Linked DNA regions of Gossypium arboreum: region 2 is linked to region 1. A link is a contact called in public Hi-C data. All regions are on one chromosome and are shown on one strand. Each heading gives the region's core, a stretch centred on a gene start, on an enhancer-like site or on the middle of the called end of the contact. The rest is flanking DNA. Distances are from core to core; before and after follow the strand shown. Region 1 holds the start of LOC108467964. Region 2 holds the start of LOC108467719 (LOB domain-containing protein 38-like).

Region 1 (5,940 bases), core at 2,034-4,533:
TTTATTTGAATTATTGACATCTTTAGGATAAATGAACTTGGGGAAAGAAATTGTATAGCTTATGGGACAGGCTACCAAGTGGTACCACGTTTTGTCCGAGGCAAAACCATCAATGATGTTTAAAAGATGGGCTCCCTAAATATTCAAGTTTCATTGGTCTCAGACTTTTTAAACCAGCATTACACATGCTCTTCAAGGTAACTAAAATGGCTTCATTTGCAGGTTCTTTGTTTGACCCTTGATGGCATGTTGCCACTTGCCAGGGCAAACCATGTACGGAAACTCTGTTTCCAAGCATCATTCAACATATATTCAATTTGAGAAACTTTTGTAGATGTGAATATTCCTGTTATAAGCCCTAAAAGGTGCTTTGCAAATACAACAGAGTTGAAACTATAACACCGGCTAATACAGCAAAGGTTGATCAAATTAAAGAGAATTAATAAAAAGGTGTGCTGTGTACTCAAAAGTCTTCCCCAAGTGGGACTTGGAAATAGACTGATTTGAAAGTGGAGCTCAACAAATTAGAGGGTTTTTTTGCAAGGCAAGGAAACAAGTGATCTTTACAAAATACTCCATTGCTAAAAAAGAAACTTAGAAGAAACTTTCCACACAAACATCAATCACAGGAAATTAGTCGATAAGAAACAGTCTAAAATCTAATCATATCGACTTGGATGATAGTTTCTTTTTCTTTTTTCTTTTTTGTTTAAGTCATATTCATGCTTAGAACTTGGAAAAGCCAAGGTGGCTGTTTTAATCTCTCCTGTCTCAACTGTTCTTCAAGATCAGTGTTGTTTTTACTCCCATTTGGGTACCCAAATGTCATATCAGTGACCTTGAAAAGTCCCATCTGCTCATTTCCAGTGAAATCATCCCTTGTTGTGCTTGTCTTCTTCACATGACTGGATTCAGTGGAAGAAGAAGAGAAGCTCGGACCGGAATCCGAAGTTCGAGGAGTCCCATGTTTCTTCCTCGGCACGTACCTTGTGGGGCCTAAAGTAAGCTCAATCTCGCTCTCATCTATGGATTCTAATATTGTGTTACGACCATAGTCTGGTTCTGCAACAACATTGTTTGACCGATGATCACCCTCAGCCGCCGGATGTTCCAAGTCAAGTCTGGTTCTTGTATTGTGATGCATATTTATATTTCCATGGTGATAATTATTCTTCAAGCTAAAGTTTCCTTTAGGCCGGCTGCTTTCCATGCTTTTCATCAACGTCTTCTGGATTCGATATAGACGATGCAGTTCGTACACCTGAAAAACAGAACATTGCTTAAGGCTTAGAACAACAAATACAGTTTTTTTTTAAAAAACAAAATATATATGTGTGTATATATATATATATACCTGTTCTTTGAAAGTTTCTTCATGTTTTAAGATAGCCATCCTCATATACTCCTTATCGTACGGCCTAAGAAGATTCCCCATTGGAGTTTAATGTTGCTTGAAGAATACACCGAATATGTAGGATGAATAGATTTGGATTTGGATTTGGGAAATGAATAAAATGATCCCTTCTTTCCCAAGAAATTTGATAAGAAAGTAGATCACATAACAACTCTGATAATCAAATCACCTTTTTACTATTCCCACCTGTTAAAGTGAGCCCCCCCCCCCCCAAAAAAAAAAAAAAAGCTGAGAATAAGGTTGTTGATTGGTAATGGATTGTTTATTATTGAGAGGAGAGAAGGGGGATGAATGGCATGAATTAATGTTTTTCCAGCACTAAAAATGAAAGTATGATAAACATCAACCACTTTTAGTTCCAGTGTGATTTGTCTTCTTCTTCACATGTTCTTTGGGCCACCATTGATAAATCTTCCATACAAAATATCTTCCATTATGCAGCCTTGTCTATAGGTACATTATATATCACATGTGGTTTCAATGCCCTTCTTGGTTTCTTCTTATGTCTATTACTTTTTCTTTCACACATATATTAACCTTTATATAACCACATTTACAAAATAATAATAATCCACTATAAACCACTCCATCTAAATGGATATTCGGTACCTAATTACTATGAGTATACTAAATTAATAGGAGTGCAACACAGTTAGATGAGTATGTATGTATGTATGTTTTAAAATATTCATTTCATAGATTTAGATGTATTAAACTACACCAGCATCCATGAAAGAGTTGGTGTTTAAATGAAATTACATACATTTTGTATGTGTGGATATATGAATTTTGTTTAATTAAGAGGAAAAAAATCATTACTTTCATGGATCTTCTTAAAGTGATTGTTTAAGAAGGAAAAATATGAAAGCCGGTGATAACAAAGTTTAACAGTAGGATCATCATAATCACCATGTTAAAGGGTAACTCTAAAATGAAAATAATAAAAACCAAATGCATATATATCAAACACACAATTGAACATCCAAATTCCTTGCTTCCGAAAGTCAAACTCAACCTAATATTTTATGATTCTTATCTCTTTTATCCTCTTCTTGTTGCAATGAAATCATGCATCAGAAAAGAAAAGAAAAAAGGGAGGGTAGTAGAGAATTGAAGTGCATATTCTGACCTGATACAAATTCTTGAAGAGGCTACCAAATTATGAAGAATCACAGCAGCTAAACCAGTTGAAGTTGAAGAAGATGAAGTAGAGAGAAATTGAGTTTTGCAAGGAGAAAGAGAAAAACCTTAAGTTGAGCCAAATCTAGGTTTTGAGAGAGAAAGAGGATGAGCTTGCTCTCTCACAATATTCCCCATCAGTATATACTGAAAACAAGGTCCAAATAAACTATAATATTTTGATATAAAGAGAGAGAGAGAGAGAGAAGAACTTAAGAATCTGGGGTGCATTCTTGGGTTTCAGGCATGCCAAACAAATGAGAGTGTAAATAGCCAATGCAATTCAAGTTTTGTGGAAGATGCCTAAGACAGGTCGAGCAATGCACTTCATTTATAAATTATTTTTATTAACATGTAACAGGATTTGCACATATCTATTATCTATATTTCTATATTAGGGTTTTTGGGGACAATCATCATAAAATAGTTGAGCTGCGTTTGCTATGGTGTGTGATTCACATGCACCCAAGAATTCTATATCCCTTCTAACAGTTGTCTCCTCCATTTTATAATTTTTTAAGAACAAAAAAAAAAAAAAAAAGAGGGTTAGTGGAAACTGATATGATGAGGGAGGTGTTCATGGTCCCTCCAACAATTACATCCCTGCCGTACGATAAGGGTGGTTACCCTTAACAAAACCATCATAAATTATTCATCACACCCATATCCACAGGATCAAAAAGATCTTGTTTATATAGTTTCAGATACAGATATCACAATTAACAAAAATAACGTGCAACCCAGATGATGATGGATCATTTGGATCTAAGTTGTTGGATTCGATTTTCAACCCCACATTCAAACAATGATTATAGCCGTTAATTAGCCATGTGAGGCAGGTTGTTGCCAAAATCAATCAAACATATCCGACGGTCCACATAACTGGATGAAATATGGTACACATTAAATGTACTTATATATATATATATATATATAACCTTTTATTATTATTATTATTGCATATGCAGCAGGTTTCTGGATATATAGAATTATTTTATAGATCTCTCTCTCTCATCATTCTTTTATATTGGGAAATTGCTTAATAAATAATTTATGTATTTGATTATTTGTCACTGTTGTGCTATAGCTGTACATGGTACAGACTGGAAGATGATCCTTGAGGGGACCATATAAATGAAAAGATTAAATGGATTTTGTTTTCAGGAATATTTATCACAACACTTGAATTATATATATTTTATTAATCTAATAAAATTGAAATCTTATGTTAATGTAGGTTATATTATTTATAAATTTAAAAATTCAAATTTAATTATTAATATTCATAAAAATAACATTATAATCAACATCGGTTTAATATAGATAATTTTAACAGTAAACTAAATTTGAAATTTGTCAGAATTTAACAAAAGTAAAATCCCATTCTTATCTTGAAAAGGAATCATAATTGGTGAAACTTTTATAATAATTAATTATAAACGTATTAGCATGATTAGGATAAGTAATGAAGTATGCATTAGAAGAAAATTGTGTTTATTTATAGGAAGAAAAAGGGTGAGAATGGGGAAGCACGCGTTGCTGGTAAGGAGAGGTGCAACCGTATGGGGCCGTGGGTCCATTGCTGAAAAGGCTGAAGCAAGGGGCCACCCCAGAGGCTTATGTTCTTCTGTTGTCATTTAGGTCCCACCACCCACCATTTAAATAAAGAAATTAATTACACTTTATGGCTACTACTTTATTAGAAGATAGACAGCAACAAAAGATTTGTCAAAAATTTCAGGCTTCAACAGTATTCAGAAGGTGCAGATTTTTAGTCAGCAAAATAGGGGTACATTTACATTTACAAGATGCTCTCTCTCTGTAACCCCACCCATTTGTGTTTCACCTTCTCACAAAGGAATCATCATTGGTCCAAAGAATATAAGCATTTTTGCAGGATAACATCTTCTTCAATTTAATCTCTGCTTCTGAGGATTATCAAATGATGGAACCTAAATTTAATTAAAGATTTGAAATATAAATAACTTTTAGTGAATTTAATCTGTACTTAATTGGGCGGGTTTTGTGGACAAAATCTTGCACCAAAGATATAACACGTGTCTGTTTGCTTTGATTCGGACATTCTATTTGATTTGATCTGGTGAGTGTGAAACAACATGACTAATGAGTTTCCCCAATCAACCCTATCTTGTCGGATGAATTTTATCTCCATTTAACAACATGCTACACTTAAGCAGTGTCAAAAATAATTTAATTTTACATTTTTTCATAATAATTTAGATTATTAATATTTCAATCATCCAACTGTTATATTTATGGACTATTTATGTAGATTATGTATGTCAAGTTTGATGTAAATTTAAAATTTTAATTATTTTTATGTAAAAAAATTAACCGTTGGATAAATATAGAGAGAGAGTATTTTAAATTGGTATAACAGAAATATCTAATCGGTCTAAAAATTTACATGCATGACAAGACAATTGAATCATTAAAATATTAATTATTTAAATAATTAAAGAAGTGTGTAAAACTACTATATATATATATATATATATATATATATATATATATATATTCTAATTAAAACTATATCTATCTTTATAAAACAAAAGATTAAATTATCTTTTTTAAATCATTTAAAAGATGGTGATAACTATAATAAGAACTTTTAAAATGAGAATAACTTTTAAAATGAGAATGATGAAAATCAAATTGTTTTTAACCCTTAGATTAAAATAAATTAATCTAAGCCTTAAATTCAATATTTAATCTACATTAATAAATATCACAACAACCAACCTTTTCCTTTTTTTTCTTTTAACAGCGTAATATAAATTTTAGACTGGAAAAAATTCAATAATCTCTTAGTTTTAGACTTACTTCTTTTCTAAGCAAAAATTAGAAGTAAGTTTACAATGGGATTGAAAGTAAGAAACTAGTGTTATTAAGATTAAGTAATTTAGGTACTCAATATTTATTTTTTTTCAGTATTTGAGATTTTTTCTTGGTTGATGAAAAGAACTTAAAAAATTTCATGAAATACAGATGAATACTAAATACCTAAAATTTTAAAGTGAAATTCTCTACAATTTTTTTCAGGAAAGAAAAACAAATACCAAACACCCAAATTGTTTAATATTGGTAACCCTAATCTCTTACTTCCCTTTCTTTGTAAATTTGCTTTCAATTTTTCTTCTCAAAAAAATTTACATGTGAAAGTAAGAGATTATCGAGATCTTTTTGTTCTTAAAACTTGTATTACATGGAGAAAAAAAAAGTAGGTATTGTGCTCTTTATTGTAGTTAGGTAGATTAAATCTTAAATCTAAGGCTTAAATTTATTCAATTTGATCTAAAAATTAAAAACAATTTGATTATCATGAT
Region 2 (5,940 bases), core at 1,072-3,571, 610 kb after region 1:
GCCCCATCCCATCTGTTTTCTCTATTGCCCTTCCCTAAACTCATTCATTTCCCTATCGCCACACTCTGCTCCTTTTTTCTTTTCCTTTTATGCAAATGTGAATTTGTTGTGGATAACCATCACCATGGATTTATATTTATAATAATAATAGTGAGTTCCCGTAGAGCCAGCCAGTTTTGGAATGCAATGAGTGAGCTTTGAAGAAAATTTTGGATTTATATATTTATATGGAGAGAGAGGGGGATGAATTCACACAACAACAGCAGCCAGACCAAAGACCCTAGTTTTGTTGGTTATGCCGAAACATTGTTTGCCTGCTTTAATCTTTTCCTCCAATGAAAATGGAGGCATACACTCATTGCCACGTATTTTGCCTTACAAGATCAATTTTATCTTCTTACTTTTTAAGAGGAGAGGAGATGGATGGATGGGTCAATGCTTGAAACCAACTCCCTAGATTGGCTTGGAAGTTACATGTGCTGACTTCACTGATGATGAAATATATTTCGACCCTCAACTTGTAATTTGTCGGCCATCACTGGGCTGCCTATAACATTAATAAATATATGGACTTGAATGCAATGATACAAGAAATTAAATTCAAACCTTCAACCCAAATATATATATATATAACACTTCCTACAGAGATCGAATTTAATATGAGCATCATAATTTATTATTAAAATTAGTGAATCACATACATATGGCCATTAAGAGTGAAAACATATGTTGAAGTCTTGATTTTAATTAAAGAGTGGATGATGATTTAGATTAGAAATAAATAGTGGGGTATACTTGATAATTTCCTGACCAATCAGAAATTCTTAAAAAACAAAACAACTAAAGCTTTGATCTCTCATCTAAGATCATAAACTGGGAAAAATATAAGTCTGATTTATTCGTGCCATGCATACAATCATGACTTAAACACAAAGATCATGAAAAGAGAAGGGTTACATAGTAGCCAAAGAAAATTGATTTTAAAGGATCACCGACAGATTCTCATTTTTCTCTCTAATTTCACAGCTTTTAACACCAAAAAATAATCCGATAAAAAGTAAAAAAAGAGAGAAATCCCATGTGCCGATAATACACAAACTCGCCGGAAAATTCATTTCCGGGGAAACACCTCCCCAGAAGTATCCAAAAATAATCTAAACCCCGGTTGCGGTGGTGGTAGCGGTAGAAATGAAGAATATTACATCGAAACTAGATCATTCCAAAAAAAAAAAAAAACCCTCCTCTTCAAACAAACAACTTGAGTAATTTTTTATCAGTTCCTCTGCTGCCTTGCCCTTGTTGATCTGCAAAAACACTTTCGAAGCACGTCGTCGTCACAGATTCCTCCGAGTTCATAGACGGAGTCCCTGGTCGTCGATTATCGGTAGCTCGCTTGCCTGTAAAGCTCGGGGTCAAGCCAAGATCTAGATCAGAGGGCTGTAGTTTCTTGAATTCTTCTTCGACTCTTTTACGCTTGGGTGAAACCCTGGATCTCGAATTTGAGAATCGACAGTTGGAGTTGAGATTCGTGGATGTCTCTCGCAATTTCCACATGTCCGTGCACGTGGCTTCGGACGTTTCGTCGGATGCTGGCGTCGGAGACATGAGTTCAGGCATGGAACGTAGAGATCCTCCTCGCAGGACGGTTTCCACCGCCGCTTGGCAAACGTGCCAGTTTCCGGTCCACAAAAGCCCCACGGCTCCGTTCACAGGGTTCACTGTTCTCCCACAAGCTTCGAACAACAGCGACTGGAATAAAGCTGATCCAAAGATTAAGAAGCAATTGGAGTCAGAATTTGGTATGAGAAACAATAACAGAAGAACAAAAAGAGAGAAAAGATAGAGGGCATGGGCATACCAGGGCGTTGAGATTCAGGAACGGCGGAAATAAAGGACATGAGACCAGCACGGCCGAAAAACTTGGCAACGAAAACAGTGGCGTGGCCTTGAGCTTCAGGGCTCTCAATCCATTGCAAACAAGGACGTAATATACAAGACTCACTGCAGCCTTTCCGTAAGACTCGGCAGCCGTTGCAACTCATGATCGGACTCAAGATTCAAGACTCAACTCAACAACTATGTAGTACTACACTTTTCCTGGCTTAGCATGAAAACCAATGTACTCTCTGAAACTTGGTTGCGCAGGCAGGGTTGCTGGCTGGTGTTAACAACGGAGAAATGGAAGAGAGAGAGAATAAGGGTGAGAAATGAGAGAGGAAGGAGGGTTTTAAAGAGGCGGGGAGGGGGGAAGGGAGAGTAAACCCAGGGGTTGAGTTGAGTTAGGGGGTTGGGTTAGCGGGGAGTAGTGGGTTTAGTGTGGGAACAGTGCCTTGGGATGAGGGGAAGTGAAGAGGTTATAGATTCCAAAGTCCTGGGCATGAGCGGCCCCGTGTTTCCGCGAATGCTTGTCGCTCCACCGTTGGAAAATTTCTTTTCCCTTTTACATAAGATTCCCCTACTTCCCAGTTTTAAGTTTTCTTATATTTATTTTTAAAAAATAATTAACTGGTCAAATTTATTACAATTATTAACTTTATATTTCAGTCCAAATTATTAATATTTATAAAAATTTTAAAGTTAATTACTATAATTTTCATTTTAAATTGATTTTTAAACTTTAAAGTTAAAAATGGTTTTGTACTCTTCTATATATTTTATATAATTAATGATTTACTGTAATTCTCATTTTAAATTGGTTCTTAAACTTTAAAGTTAAAAATGATTTTGTACTCTTCTATATATTTTGTATAATTAATGATTTAATTATTTAACTTCTGAATTTTTGATATAATAATACTTTTCATGCATATACATTTTCAAATCGATCGATATGTTTATCATATCGATCTAAAAAAGTGTATATATTAATATTTATTGAACAAATTAAAGTTTTTTAAACGGACTTTATTTTTTTATCCAAGCCTATTTTTCGAACCTAATTTTTTCCCACCCTCCCACATTTCGAGTGGACCTTCAAGCCGGGCCAGGTAGCCCGACCCATGAATAAGTCTAAAGTGAATCCCTCTCCATGAATTACAATATATATATTTATCATTACCTCAAGTTAATTTGTTTTTTATTTGAATACAGTGAAAAAAATTAGTTACTAAAATAGATATTTTTAAGGTTGTTTTTTAGAATAGTAGTTTAATATTCACGAGCGTCAGGTTTCTTTAAGAGTAAAGCAGTTGATTTTATTTCCAAGCCCAAGATTCTCGGAAAGTACAAAAAGTGCATCTAGTGTATATTCAAAGATCTTGACACCCACAAGTGTCGAGTTGATTGCAAAATAAAGACCAGGGTATTTTCATTTAGTGATGACTATTAGCTTTTTAATTGTATTTAATAAAAGAAGACCTTAACACTCATGAATGTCGAGTTATATATAATTTATTTGCATTTAATTTTTGACTTTTAAGGATTTTAACCCTAAAAAGTAGTGTTCAAGTCTACTTTAATTAAAATTTTATCAGTTTGGAAAACATAACTCTAATAAATGTATTCACAAGAACATAATGGGTGTTGAGTTCTTCTATATTTTAAATTTCATCATTTGGGGTTAACCTAATCTTAGTAAATTCATTCAATGGACATCGAAACACATAGATGTCGAGTTCTATATAATTTTTTTACCATGCCTATAAATAGCCTTTCCCTTCATTGATTTTTTCACACAACCAAAACTTTTTTTACATCATTGTTGAGTTTCACAAAATTTTTTGACGGAACAAGTTGGTGACTGCAAACTCACTATTGTCTTCAATCGAACATTAATTCAAATTGAGCAATTTGTGAGCATATTCAAGAAATTCTTGCCCATGTGTGTTAAGTTTGAGTGTCCAATAATAGCTTGGCTACTCATATGTAGATAGATAACAGCTCAGTAGATAAAAACTATCGGGTTCACCTTGCAGCTCAGATTATTAGCACATTCGGATTCATATTAACCTTTTCTTGGGCTTGGTACTCAAATTCAGTAAATTCACCAATATTATCATCATGACATTCTGGTTTTGGGAACACCTCAAATGAAGAAGGTCAGGTTTCTTCCTTGATTGCATTTGTAATGACCTGGTTTCCAGTGGTGTCGAAAATTATGATTTTTTGAGACCTTGTTTTCTATAACTCAAGTTAGTAAATATTAAATAGAGATATTTATGGAGTTACTATATAGATGAATTGAAATTCGATTAAAAAATTTAGATGAAATTGTGGTTAATTAAGGTCCATGGACTAAATTGTAAAATTTCAATCGCTATAGATTTTTAATTAGGAATGACTTAGGGACCTAGATAGTAATTATCCTATGGACTAAAATGGCTATTAAACCATTGTTTTCATATAGCCAGTGGATGGTAATGATAAACTGTTTAAGGTTAAATTATTAATTAAAAATAGTTTAATTAAAGAATAAATTAAGATTAACTAAAGATTAATATTAGTATATAAAGAAAACACTTACTGGGAAGTTGTCATCTTCCTCCCTTAAGCCATCGAAACCATTAGAAAGAAAAAAAGAAGAAGAAAACTTTAACCTAGTTTGAACATTCGACCACTATATTTAAGTAAGTCACTAGCCATTTTTCTTGAATTTTTATGGAAACTAAATCATGAGAGCTTGATTTAGCTAGCTCATATATCAATTTTTTTAATTTTTGAAGTTTTTATAAGTTTCCATTGTTGAGAATTGGATTAATTAAGTGTGAAATTGATAGAAATTAAGTTTAGTTAATGAAAAGACTAAATTGTAAAACCTAATTGTTAGTTTCGTAGGAACCAAATTGAATAAAATGAAAAAATATTATGAAATTTTAGTAAGAATAGAAATTAGGAGGTTCCTAATGAGTATATGTGAAATTGGATTTTAATTTAAAGCTTTAGATCGAAAGTTATGCTTGTCCTAGCTTTAAGGATTAAATTGAATAAATTGTAAAATATGCTTGATATTCTATTTGATTGTGAATTGAATTAAAATTGATGTGTTATATGTTTTGTGATTATACGTAGCCAACGTCGATGCAAAACCTTCGAAAAGAAAAAGAAAAACGAAAGTTGTTAATGAGTGACTCGAAAATTTGGTTTGTATTTCTATGGTTCGGGATCAATTTAGTTATTGTATATTCATGAAATTTTACATTATATGGTATTGAGGTGAGTTGTCAGTGATTATTTAAATTGAATTGTTATGGTTGAGATTGAATATTGAGATAAGGACTAAATTGAATAGAATGAAAATTTCATGAATTAATTGATATATGATAATTGGTGTGAATTTGTGTTGGAATATGCTATATAATATGATGAATTGATGATAAATCAAGAATGGTTGAAAGTGAATTGATCTATATAATAAAATAAAAAATTTGGTTACCCTATTAGCTGTTCGAGTAGAGTCAGATATAGTTGGCATTAGGGGTGAGCGTTCGATCGAATAGAGTGAAATTTTTTTTAGTTAGTCTAGTTGAAAAGTCTTATTTTATCTTCCTAACTCAATTTAAAATTTTTTTCAAATCAAGTCGAGTGAAATGAAATTTGAGTCGAGTAGAGTAGAGTCGAATCAAACTGAGTGAAATTGTTTGAGTTAAACTAAAAAAAATTAAACATGTTAAATTAAAATCTTGTTACATTATGATTAATTCCATGTTAGAGCACATAATTTTGAAATCATATATATTTGAGAACTTTTTCAAAGTAAAATAATAAAAATAAGATACTTTAGTATAGTAAAATAATAAAAAATAAGATACTTTAGTATAATAAACTTGAACCATTAATTAACTTATTTAGGTCCCAAAAGTATTATTTTAGAAAATTTTAAAATTTTAACTTTCTTCATATATATTTAGAACTTTTGAAAATTATTTTGAATTTTTGAAAATCAATTTGAATTGTTTTTATAATTTTTGTTAAGAGAGACCAACTCGCTTATTTCCAAAATTG

The links. A called contact is a pair of places that touch in the nucleus more often than the background predicts.
Region 2: a contact with region 1 is called in a Hi-C map of leaf, with 2.5 times the contacts expected there. The contact joins the promoter of LOC108467719 here to the promoter of LOC108467964 in region 1. A contact is called at or near these places in 2 of 5 Hi-C or Micro-C datasets (both in leaf).

The regions. Positions count from the first base shown.
Region 1 is chr11:38,900,683-38,906,622 of ASM2569848v2, forward strand. LOC108467964 reads right to left here and starts at 3,284. Exons shown (of 2, transcript XM_053020914.1): 1 at 1,355-3,284; 2 at 327-1,261. The coding sequence starts at 1,435. The coding sequence ends at 710.
Region 2 is chr11:39,512,329-39,518,268 of ASM2569848v2, forward strand. LOC108467719 (LOB domain-containing protein 38-like) reads right to left here and starts at 2,322. Exons shown (of 2, transcript XM_017768466.2): 1 at 1,859-2,322; 2 at 875-1,760. The coding sequence starts at 2,042. The coding sequence ends at 1,246.